2 separate regions of the Rattus norvegicus genome follow, and region 1 is linked to region 2. A link is a contact called in public Hi-C data. All regions are on one chromosome and are shown on one strand. The core of a region is the stretch at or near the end of the contact, and the rest is flanking DNA. Distances in the headings are between cores, read along the strand shown. Region 1 overlaps Baalc (BAALC binder of MAP3K1 and KLF4). Region 2 holds the start of Baalc (BAALC binder of MAP3K1 and KLF4).

What was found. A called contact is a pair of places that touch in the nucleus more often than the background predicts.
Region 1: a contact with region 2 is called in a Hi-C map of frontal cortex, with 2.3 times the contacts expected there. The contact joins the enhancer-like site here to the promoter of Baalc in region 2. A contact is called at or near these places in 2 of 12 Hi-C or Micro-C datasets (Schwann cells and frontal cortex).

What each region holds. Positions count from the first base shown.
Region 1 is chr7:71,846,795-71,852,425 of GRCr8, reverse strand. All of the region lies in intron 1 of Baalc (BAALC binder of MAP3K1 and KLF4), which reads right to left. Among named protein-coding and RNA genes, the nearest start is that of Baalc, 46 kb to the right of the region's middle. Within about 2 kb of position 1,780, at least 4 of the 93 cell types and tissues checked have an H3K27ac peak or open chromatin away from gene starts, as enhancers often do.
Region 2 is chr7:71,799,919-71,805,817 of GRCr8, reverse strand. It overlaps Baalc (BAALC binder of MAP3K1 and KLF4), which reads right to left and starts at 1,917. Exons shown (of 3, transcript NM_144762.3): 1 at 1,463-1,917. The coding sequence starts at 1,622.

The DNA of each region.
Region 1 (5,631 bases), core at 531-3,030, 47 kb before region 2:
GCCGTCATTGGTTAATTCTTCTGGTCCACGGAAAATTGACCAGGAGGATATCCAACGAGGTGATGGTTCTTTCTTTCTGGATAGCAAATGGGAGGGGGGTCATTATAACATTTCTACATATTAAGAAGACCAACAGTGTCGACTAACCTGGATTCTGGATTCCTGGGAGCTCCCAGAGACTAAACCACCAACCAAAGATCACACATGGGCTGCAGCAAGGTCCTGGGCACATATGTAGCATAGAACTGGCTTGTCTGGCCTCAGTGTGAGAGGATACATCTAATCCTGCAGAGACCTGATGTCCCAAGGAGGGAGGATGCCATGGGGTGGGGGTCATGCTCTCAGAGGCAAAGAGGAAGGGACATGGGGGGAAGAACTCTGTGAGCGGAGGGTGGCAATATTTGGGATGTAAATAAATGAAATAATTAATAAAGACATTTCTACATCTTTTCAGTTATGAAATAAAAAATGATTTTTAAAAACTCCTTTCCCAGGGTTAGGCAATAATGAGATGTACTATGTCATCTATATAAATGGGTTTTGTTTGTTACCTTGAAGGTAACGACCTCAGGGTGGGAGAGGTGGCTTGGTGATTAATGGCACTCATTGCTTGTGCTGAGGCTAGGGTTCTGTTCCCAGCAGCCACGTGATACCATGTCACTCACAGACACCCATAAGTCCAGTTCTGGGGATCTGATGCCCTCCAGTGTGTGTTCCTGCAAACATTCAGTGCACAGACATACATGTATACATACAAAAATAAACATAGCCACAGTTCCAATGTCTTAGTCTTCTGGGTCATTATAGATCTTTTGGATCCAATTAGCTTTCTTTCAGAATCGAGAAAATCGCACTGCAGGCTACCCAGTGAGGATGGTTTAATAAGCTACCTTGGTTTGTTTCCTCCTCCTAGACCTAGGAAATCAGCCTCCTGCTACGATGGCAGATTAAATGTAATTCCAGGAAGCCTCTGCCAGGCTTACTGTCATACCCCACAGCTCTCGGCCACAAGTGCATGCAGGTGACCCTGGTAAACCTCTACTCCAGGCAGGACAATGACTTCCTGCTCTGAGGTAGGAAATGATTCCAAGGCAGCTCAGCAAGCTGGGAAGAGAAACTAAGAAGAGAAGGAACAATGGCTCTGAACCCATACTCTCCTAGGCAGTCAGAACAATGAATGAGAGCTGTCAGTCACCCAGCCCAGCCCTTCTGAAGCTTCTCAGTACTTCTGGGTATAGATCCCACACCCTGCATACCTGCAAAGTTCTTTATGAGTTCTTGTACCTTTTCTGCCCTGGTGGGTTTAGTCCCTGTTTCCCTGTCTTCTCCACTCTAGGCTCATGGGACCTCTGAAGCCACCCACAGCCCTTACAATACAGACTCTTCTACTCAGATGCCCTCCCCACAGCCTTCTGCCTTCTCCATCTCTGCTTAAGTCTGGCTTCTTCAAGGTTTTCCTGTGCAGGGCTGGCTCCCCACTTCCTTCCACAGCATTACCCTTCCTCTTTGGATAGTTATAACTGTTGGATGATTCATCTCATGGCTGCCTGGCATGCTATCCAGAAACAACCAAAGACAATACCTGTCTTGTGTATGTATGCCTGGTGTATGAGGCATATATACTCAGGAAATGTTTGAAGGAGTCCTGGCCCGTGATCAGGCTGCCAGCGTGGGAACCTTACTGTGGAAAGTAGAAGCTGTTAGGTACACGGATTTTTTTTTCTTCTTGATTTACCAAACAGCCACAATTGCAAAGAACTGGGGTACAAACATGAACCATGCGGGCTGCTCTGAATCTCCAGCTGGTCTCAGAGAGTTACTGGGAAACCTCTCATAGACGGTGGACCAGGACAAGGTGAAAGCCTGCCAGCACCATCCAGCGGCTGGCCCTTGCTCCTCTGCGGCCTCCTGTGGCTCCCGGGGGTTCCCACGAAGGCTGGCATTTGAGTGTAGACTAGGTACAGTAAGGTCAGGCTTTTCCAGATCCTCCCCGAAGCCCCAGCTTGTGCTGGGTGTCCACTGATGGACTGTGCCATAGGACATGCTCTCATGACTGTCAGAGCTTTGTAGTGACGACAGTTCTCCAAAGCCCTCACTGCAGTTCAGCAAAGATACCCTGAGTCTTACTTGAAGGACACAGCTCACAGAAAGTTCTAGAAAATACAGAATTGTTATACATGAAGGCTTCTTTTTCTTTAAAGGAAGAGAATGACTGATCCCTTTTTACCAGGAAGGCTGGAGTGGATTCTGTGGAGTCTGTCTGACAACCTAAAGATTTTTTTTTGGCTATTCTACAGCCAGCCTTCCTGAATCCCCCCAAATTCTGAGCGTTATTTAGACCATAATCCTGAACCTGGTCTCTCAGAGACTGGAACACATTCTTATGAAGGACGTCCCATGTACTTTGCATAGTTGATATGTGAAAACATTCTTCCAAAGTTTTACTGTGCTTAAATATGTAGGATAAATAAACTCCTTGGTCAGACCCTGGAAGGTTTTGACCTGGCACCCGCTGAAGCAGCGCTGACCTGCGTTTCATCCTACACGTCACTCTCTTCCTGGCCATTTCCCTGTTGCCCGTGAGACTTGCTGGGATCCTGACACCTACTGACAGAAAGGCTTGGGAATGGAGCAGGTGAGAGTCACCTGAGCCATCCCTTCTACTCACCACAGCCTGAGTCTGTGATGGAAAGGGGTGTTGGGTAGAGATGCTCTCAGGTGAGACACAGAGAGCCTGACCTTCAAGCATCTGGTCCAGTTGAAAGGCTAGAAGAGCCAACATTGTGTAACAAAAGAGAAGCTAGAGAGAGGCGGATTCATAACAGCACCGTCTCACTCCTGAAACTGACATTTTGGTTCCTAGCGCTAATATTAATGTGAAAGATGCCCTTCCCTGGTCTTGGCTTGTGTTGTTATAACAAAAGGCATGAGAGGGGGAACTTTATAAAGAACGGAAATTCTCCCAGTTCTGGAGACCACACCTCCTAAACACTCTTTCTTTTTTGACAATGACTGAAATGGCTTGCACGGGTGTTTTGGATTGTCCAAAAGTCGGGTTGAAACTTCATCCCTGCTGTGGTGTTAAGATATGGGGGCCCCGGGAGCGTGATGATCAGGGTTCTACCCCACAGAAGGCCGTATCCCTCTCCGGCCCTGTGAGGATATGGTGTTCAGCCTCATTGATCCTTCTACCCTGTGAGGTCATCGAGAGGGCCTCATCCCTCCAGAGCAGGCCTCCAGTATACAACCAATGGCTTGATCCTAGATTTGGCCTCTAGAACTGTGAATCTGCCTCTTTCTCTTGCTGTGCCCCTCTCAGAGCGAGCTTTGGTGTTCAAGGGAGAGGAACACGATCCTATTAAGTCATTCTTCTGTGTCAGAGGTCAAACCAAAGGTATTTACATGCATGGGCATAAGCTCTTTGTCCCCTCCAGCCTTTAAAGGGACAGCATTTTTGTTTGCTAGAATGAACACATACTTGCTTCTGGGTTGAAAAACCTGGGTAACTCATGGGAAGGAAATCTAAAAAAAAGACATATGACATTCAGTTGGCTTTAGGCCGAGAAGGAATGGAAGAACAGAAGACTATGGGAAAGACTGGGAGACTAAAAGATGCTCAGGGCCAATCTCAACCTGGTTAGTGAAAGCCTGAGAGTCGGGATTTTAATCAGATTTTTTATGCAACAAAAGAAAAATTTTTGGTCTTGGGAGAAGGCACAGTTGGTGAAGTGCTTGCCATGAAAACTGAGAGTTCAATTCTCAGTACCCATGGCGGGGTGGGGGCCGGGGTGGGGGTGGGGGGGACTAGGTGTGGTAGCGCACGCCTGTAGCCCAGCACTCTAGACGCAAAGAGAAGACGATCCCTGTGCCTGGCCCACTGGTCAGTCTAGCAAAATCACTAAGCTTGAAGTTCAATGAGAGATCCTATCTCAAAAACCAAGGTGGAGAATAATTGAGAAAGGCACCCAGGGCTGACCTCTGGCCTCCATACTCCTTCATACATGCACACATAAACACATACATGCAAACACGGTGCCATTTTTCTTGGGGGTCAGAGCAGGGTTTGAGTCCCTTTGCCTATATCTCTCAATCTCTGTTTTGTTCTTCTAGGGACCCACAGAATCTGTGAGCTTGTGACTTAAGTTCCTGCTTACCCAGTGAGTGCTGTTGACTGTAGACTCACTGGGTGCGAGGCACGTACTACAGTGGAGAAGGTACTCACTGCACCCTTTCGAGCAGCAGGCACTTTCAGAGACACTGAGTAATCCACGCTCTGGTCTTTCCACTGTCAAACTCTGCTGGGGAGATGTCTATCCAAAAATGGGTCTGACTGCTGCACACTATAAACCAGGAAGCCCAATCATCTTGCCCAATGATAGTCAGGCAGTGAAGACTCCAAACCCAGATCTGTGTGGCTCCAAAGACATCTTGTTCCATCTACTGTCTTAGTCATTGCCCAACTACTTAACATCACTAAGTCTCAACTTCCTCACATATAAAAGGAGGATCATGATATCTACATCAAAGATTGGTGATCAAAGAGAGCAGATGAGCTGGCACACGGTCAGGATTAACTCCATACCTTCCCACCTCCAGGCACAATGCCGACTTACAAATGTTTGATTTCAGATCTTTTCTTGAGAGCTGAGGGAACACGCAGAGTAGATGGGAGAACTGGGGAGGGGACAAGAGGATGTCACCAACAATCAGCTTTGCCAAGTCAACAACTCTAACTCCCATCTGGTGAGAGGGAGGGGAATGGAGTGACCACCTCCCAAGAGCCTTAGACCCAACTCTTAAGAGGCCCCAAAGGACCAATGCAATCAGGAGGTTAGAGGTTAAACAAAAGAAGTGAGAGATGCAGTTGGCAGACAGATTGCTGTTCTGCCAGGCCCAAGCGCTCCTGGTGAGCAGAAGGCAGCAATGTGACTCATGTGGCAGGGATAGAAATAGAGCCCCCAGCTTCTGTAGGACAGATAATTTGAGGCTTGGCTAGTTCCTGAATCTGTGTCATGCTGAAGGAAAAATGAACAGTGCCAGAGAAAAATCTACATGGGAGGGAGATCATAAGGTTCTGAGCCTCTCGGGAGAGCAGGCTCTGTTCTTAGGATCAGGGAAGAGAGCCCAAAGCAAAGCATGGTGCCTGAGGTTGGGAGACCTTGGGGCTTCAAGGTGTGCTGCGAAGGCAGGCATTTCAGAGAAACTAGAAATACACAAGGCCAGCCAAGGAAACACAGAAGCCAAACTTTTAGGGTTCATCGTCCCTTGTTAAGAAGTATGGATGTTGTCCTAAGGGCAATGGTACCCCAAAACATCAAAGATGACCCAGATGACAGCCTGGAGGCTGGGATCTTAGATGACAGCCTTCCTCCTTGTGGTTTTTTTCTAACTATCAGAGGTGTTTCTAAGATACTATCTTCCCACCCTGGACTTGGTATATTGGAAATCTGAGAAGAAGGCTCCAAATCAAAGTACCATCTTAGAAAGGAGTTTTTAGTTTTAAAAGCTCTCCCAAACTCAGGGGGCAGAGGCAGGTAAATCCCTATGAGATTGAAGTCAATCTCATCTACATAGAGATTTCCAGATACTGGTCTGGAACTCGTCTGAAAACTACTGTGCAGGGAGACCTTG
Region 2 (5,899 bases), core at 668-3,167:
TCGAAGCAGCATTGGTTGTTTTTCATGCTGAATCTTTCCCACCTCATTTCCTTGCAGTACTGCCTGGCCTTGGACCCCGCAGAGAAGTATGACACTTTCTTGGAAATGCTGTCACAGCTAACATTTACAAAGCCTTCAGAGGCTCCTGTCTTATCCTCCTCTGACACTCAAGTCAACCAGCACATTATTCGGGAACCCGCTGGATACCAGGATACCAGCCTAGCAGCAGCACAAAATAACCATCATGCTCACTGGGAGTTAAACAATTTTAAAATAAATTCAGCGTTACCACAGTTTTCCAAGCAAGCAGGGGAGGCTAATGCCTCACCATTCCTGGGGGGGGGGGGGGGGGCTTGAAAAAGGAAGAATACTTGAGCCCAGGAGTTCAAGGCCAATCTGGACAATATAGCCATAGTTGGTGTCCTTACAAAATAAACATAAAACAAGCAAACATTGGTACCAAAGATGGAGATATCTATTCCTGACATTAATGTAATGCCTACATGATGGGATCAAGCAATAGTTAGAACTTTAAAAACATAAATATTGGTCTGGGTAAGAAGTGGTGAGGTTCTTTTTTTTTTCTTCCGAAGCCACCAACACATATAGGGTCAAAGGTCAATCTAATTCAACAGTATCTGCAATAGTTTTGTGTCTGATTTAAAATCAAATCCTGACTTGTGACTAAACCAGAAAGTTCTCTGCAAATCCTTGTCAGATTACTGCTGACCAAGGATTGACCTAGGCAAGAGTATTTAGAGTCAAAATCTTCTATGCCTTGCTTCATGTAAAGCTTCCGAGCATATTGGGATAAGGAGGTAAGTCCTTTACTGGGATGTAACTGCTTGGAAAGTGGGCTCCAGGGCAGAGCTGGTGATAGGCAGGCATGTGTTGAATCCTGGGCTAGCTTAGGATTTTGAAGGCCAGCAGTGGAGCTCATTCCCAACAGGAGGGATGGGGGAGGAGTCAAGATCCCACCCAGGCGATACTGCTCAAGATTCTTGTTCACACACCAAAGGTGTGAGAACAAGTGGCCCACCCAGGAGATGGAGAATCACCCGATTGAGTACACAGATGGCCAGAGAGGAAGCTAGACCAAAGCTGGGTAAAGACCACCGGGTCAGGTGGGAAACGTGGGGTGAGCTGAGGTTTGTGGGTGAAGTGGACTGTCCTCCCACCCACCCACTCATCCCCCGGGGCCAATGCATATACACTGGTAGGCAGAGGTGTTGTGTTGCAGGGACGCAAAGGGTTAGCTCAGTCCTCTGGGAAGCTGCTCTCCTTGACCTGGCTTCCTGGGCTTGAGGCTGCCAGCTGGTCAGCCGGCAGGTCCTACTCTGTCCCTCTCTGTCTCTGTCACCCCACCCACCGGCACGCCATAGGGTTCCTGGCTACCCCAGGCTCCCCTGCAGCTTCGGCTCGCTGCAGGTAGCCGGGCCTCGCGGGCGCTGGGCTCACTCACCCGCGTGCAGGCCGCCCGCCTCGGGGCCGCTGTCCGTGGCTGCGGCGCTGGGCAGCGCGTCCGAGTCGGTGTAGGTGAGCCAGGTGGACTCGGTCTCCCGGGTCCAGCTCTCATAGTAGCGGGGCTCGATGGCATCGGCTCGGCTCCCGCCGCAGCCCATCCTCCCGTGTTGCGGGCGCGCCCAGCGGCCGTTCGGCTTGCGGCTGCGGCTGCGGCTCAGCCCGGGCGACGCAGCTCCGGCCCTCGAGGAGGAGGCGGCGGCAGCGACATTGGTCCCCTAACCGCCAGAGCCGCTGCCAGCGCCAGGCTCCCCGGGAACCTGCCGCCCCTCCTCTCTGCCTCCAAGGCCCTCCTCCTCTCCGCTCTCCTTCCCCAGCTCCCCTCTACCTCGCCTCTCCCACCGCCCAGCCGCCAGTCCCTCCTTAACTGTTCTCGCAGAGGCTGTGCTACAGAGTAGCAGACAGGTGGTGGGAAGAATTTCAGGGGTCCCTCTTCAGTCTTCAGGCGACCTCCTGGGGTCCCATCCACCCATCATCTGTCCACCCATGCATCGGCCCACTGATCTAGTCATCCATCTACCCATCCACCCTTCTACAAAGTCATCTTTCCGTTCTGGATAGATCAGAAGCCCCCCACCCCCAAGGTTTCTGGCCACTTGTTCTAAAAGCAATGGATGAACGGCACTAGCAAAGAGGAAGCAGAGTGGCCACCGAAAGTTAAGTTAGTGGCAGTACCTGCTTACGACTAGAAAGCAGGGCCCATGATTTCAGACTGCACTTAGACGCTTGCCACTAACACTCCTGCCAGGTCTGCAACTTCATCGTATTCCGAATTCTGTTACCAGCAGGACCACGCAGCAGCGAGGACTCCAGGGAATGACTACTGGATAGGAACAAAGCACCCTTCTGTGTTGACTACAGTTCAGGATAAAGAATGCAGGTCCCTGTGGCAGGCACTACCAGAGTTTATAAGACAGAAAGTAGACTTGGAGACTCCAGACAAGGCCTGGGCTGCCCTAGCAGGATTCTGAAACCTCTTCTCTGCCTGAGGCAGAAGATGTGCAGTTGCCTGGGATGGGTGACTCCTACAGCCTGTAGCAAAGTAGAGGGCTTCTGACAGGTTTTGTTCCCTCCCTTGAATAATTTGGTATAAAAAGAATTGGGTCTTCTTCATGAGGTCCTGTGCTCAGTCTCCCTTATCAAATTGATGGTGATGTTGAAAAAAGAAAAAAGAACCCTGTCTCAGAGGGAGAGCCCCTCTCGGGCTCTAACAGAGCCCGTGTTCTCTTCACTTCCCCAGCAATGACAACACCTGACAAGTGGCCAGAACAGAAGTGCTTTGAGTTGGAAGGTTCGAGAAAATCAAAAGAAGGCCCTGGAACTGAGGCAGAGCAGAGGGGAGAACTACGTGAGCGTGAGATGAGGTAGAGAAGGACAATGGGGAAAGACCAAAGGAAGGGAGGTCAGGTTGGGTTTATTGTAACTGTACAGGCCAGAGAGCAAGGGAAGGCTTTAAGCTCCATCTCTTACCAGCGTTATCAGTCAGATCAGCTCGAGGAAACCGTCCCTCAAAAGGCAGGTGGAGAATGAATGACAGAGAGGCCAGCGTAGTTCGGCAAGCATTTGGAGATGAGAGGATGGCCAGTTTCGGAGGAGGAGAGGACTGGAGGTGTCCAGCGGGTGCAAAGCTCCAGGGATGACAGATGAGTGGAGAGGCAGCTGTTCTTTTCGCTTTTACTTTCCTTTTGTTTAGCTGGCCGCAGTCAAAGTCCGAAAAGATCATAGGCACTAAACAATTCAGAGTACAACCGTTTACCATTCTAAGTAGCACGAGGAAATCTTTCACCGTTACAATGCCTGAATACGAATCTCCCTTGACCCAGCGTGTCCACGCTTTGTAAACACCTGCCCTGCCATCATTTGGACCTGGAACATCCCTCCAGTGACCGTAAGTGCAGAAATCAGTTGTGTGAGTATCCGTAAAGAACTTAGAATGAATGCCCAGTGTGTGGAAAGCACTCTGTGCCACTCTCGGTGCCCTCATGGGACAAGACACACAACAATTTCCTTTTCCCTTCCCTTCTGATAGTATTACTGCTGAGCTTCCTGCAAAGAAAAGGAAATTTTATTTCCTATGCCATTCCTACATAATTACCCAATGGGCAAAGTTCTGTATTTCCAAGGATTCTCTTCTTGTTGATATTTAATACCAAAGATTCAGAGAGTGTTTGTCCCATGAAACTTAGAGAACAGACAAGCTGTCCTTGTGTTCACCAAATAGCTGAGAAAGACTTGTGGAGTCAGGCACTACACTGCATTCCTATAAGCTTCGGGAGGCTAAAGGAAGAAGATGGAGGGCCACAGGCTAGCCCGGACTACATAGCGAGCACTTGTCTCAAATAAGACAAATAAGGAAGCCCAAGGCTTGGCTGCTAAAATCCTTGGTTAGCATGCATAATGCTAACGCCACGTGAAGCCAGGTGGGGTGGCGCATGCGTGCAATCAAAGTACTTGGGAGATGAAGACTGGATGATATCGGTTCAAGGTCACCCACAGGTACCAGGGGAGTTCAAGGTCAGCATCCTGGGCCATGTGAGACCCTGTTGAAAGGGAGAAAGAAAGAGAGAGAGAAAGGAAGGAAGGAAAGAAGGAAGGAAGGAAAGAAGGAAGGAAGAAGGAAGGAAAGAAGAGAGAGACAGAGACAGACAGAGAGGGGAGGGAAGAGGAGGAGACTAGGTACTTTGTGAAACACTATCCCTGCAGAGCTGACTTCTCAGCCAGACCTCTCTCTAGTTGTGACTAAATTTTCTCTCAAACCTTTAGTAATACATTTTAATAAATTAAGGGTAACCATGTAAAATCTAGTAAATGTCACAAATTATCATAAAGTATGTGTTCAGAATCTTTTCTTTCTTTTTCCTATTTATTTATTTATTAATTAATTTTTAGTTTTTCGAAAGAGAGTTTCTCTGACTGTCTTGGAATTAGGTCTGTAGACCAGACTTGCCTCAAACTCACAGAGATCTGCCTGCTTCTGCCTCTTGAGTGCTGGGATTAAAGGTGTTGGGCTACCATGCTGGTCCCTGTTCAGAATCTTTAACCTGACTATCATGAATTAGCCATCATTTTCCACAAAATTGAAGGAAAGAAGGAGGGAGGGAGGGAGGGAGGGAGGGAGGGAGGGGGAGAGAGGGAGGGAGGGAAGGGAAGAACCATGGAAGGGGAGAAGGAGGGGGAGGGTGGAGGGAGAAGGCTTCTGTAGCTAGACTAGCTCTATTGGTATTTGCTTAGCATGAAGCACTGGGTTCAATCCCCAGCCCTGGGCCAGGTGGTTCATTCCTGTAAGCTTAGCCCTCAAGAGGTGGAGGCAGGTGCACAGTGTTCAAGACCCGCTCTCTGCATTCTCAGCTACATGGCAAAATGGAGGCCAGCCTGCTATACATTGAGATGCTATTTCACAAGAAGAAAAAGAAGAGGAGGAGGAGGAAAATTCTAAAGTGTGAAGGGCTGCAGCTGGGAATTTTAAAAACTTTATCAATGTCCTCAGAGCAATGAAGTAAATTTTGTGTTCAAAATTATTGCTGAAGAGACTGGAGAGATGGCTTAGTGGTTAAGAGCACTGGCTGCTCTTCCAGAGGTCCTGAGTTCAATTCCCAGTAACTACATGGTGGCTCACAACCTTCTGTCCTGGGAACCAGGCATACAAATGGTGCATAGACATACATGCAGGCATAAAAATTCATAATGTTTTTTTCTGAAGAATACTTGTTATGTGATGGGAGCCTCTAAATAAGATATCTATGGCTTTAAGACCCCAGCTGGTGAGTACCACCTCTGGCTTGTTTCCATGGAAACCCAAATGAGCCTTTAGGGCATAAAGCCCTTCTTCCACTAAAGTCTCATGTCTCTGGCCTTGCACAACTGGGCTCTGTTCAACTGTCACAAACAGTAAGGAGACCTTTGGCGTGGCAGACAATCAAAACAGCAGAGACAGCTCAGCAGGAACCTAGCCTCCCTTTCCGGATCTGCCCTCAGAAGAAGTATAGCGAAGAGGTGGTCCAAGCCGGGAGCGACAGCAGCACTGTTTCTGGGCCGGTATACATTCTCTCTCCACACATGTGTGCCCAGTATTTGCTGTTGGTTCTGAGTTCCCAGCCTCTGCTAATGCTGCCCTCCCCTGCTCCAGATTCAGGGAGCATGCAGGGACTGCGGCCCTAGGCCCTCACTCACAGCTGAAAGCACTTTCCGCTGAACACCCTTCCAGGGCCTCAGACTTGGTAGCAGATGGCTTCTTGTTGATCTACAAAGTATAATTTAGTTATGAGGAAAGGGAAGACAAAATTAGCAACCCAAAAGCATAACGCCGATTCAGCTCCTACTTCTGGAGAAAAAAAAAAATCACTCAGTGTTGGTTGACAGGAGCTGGCTCCTGCACGGC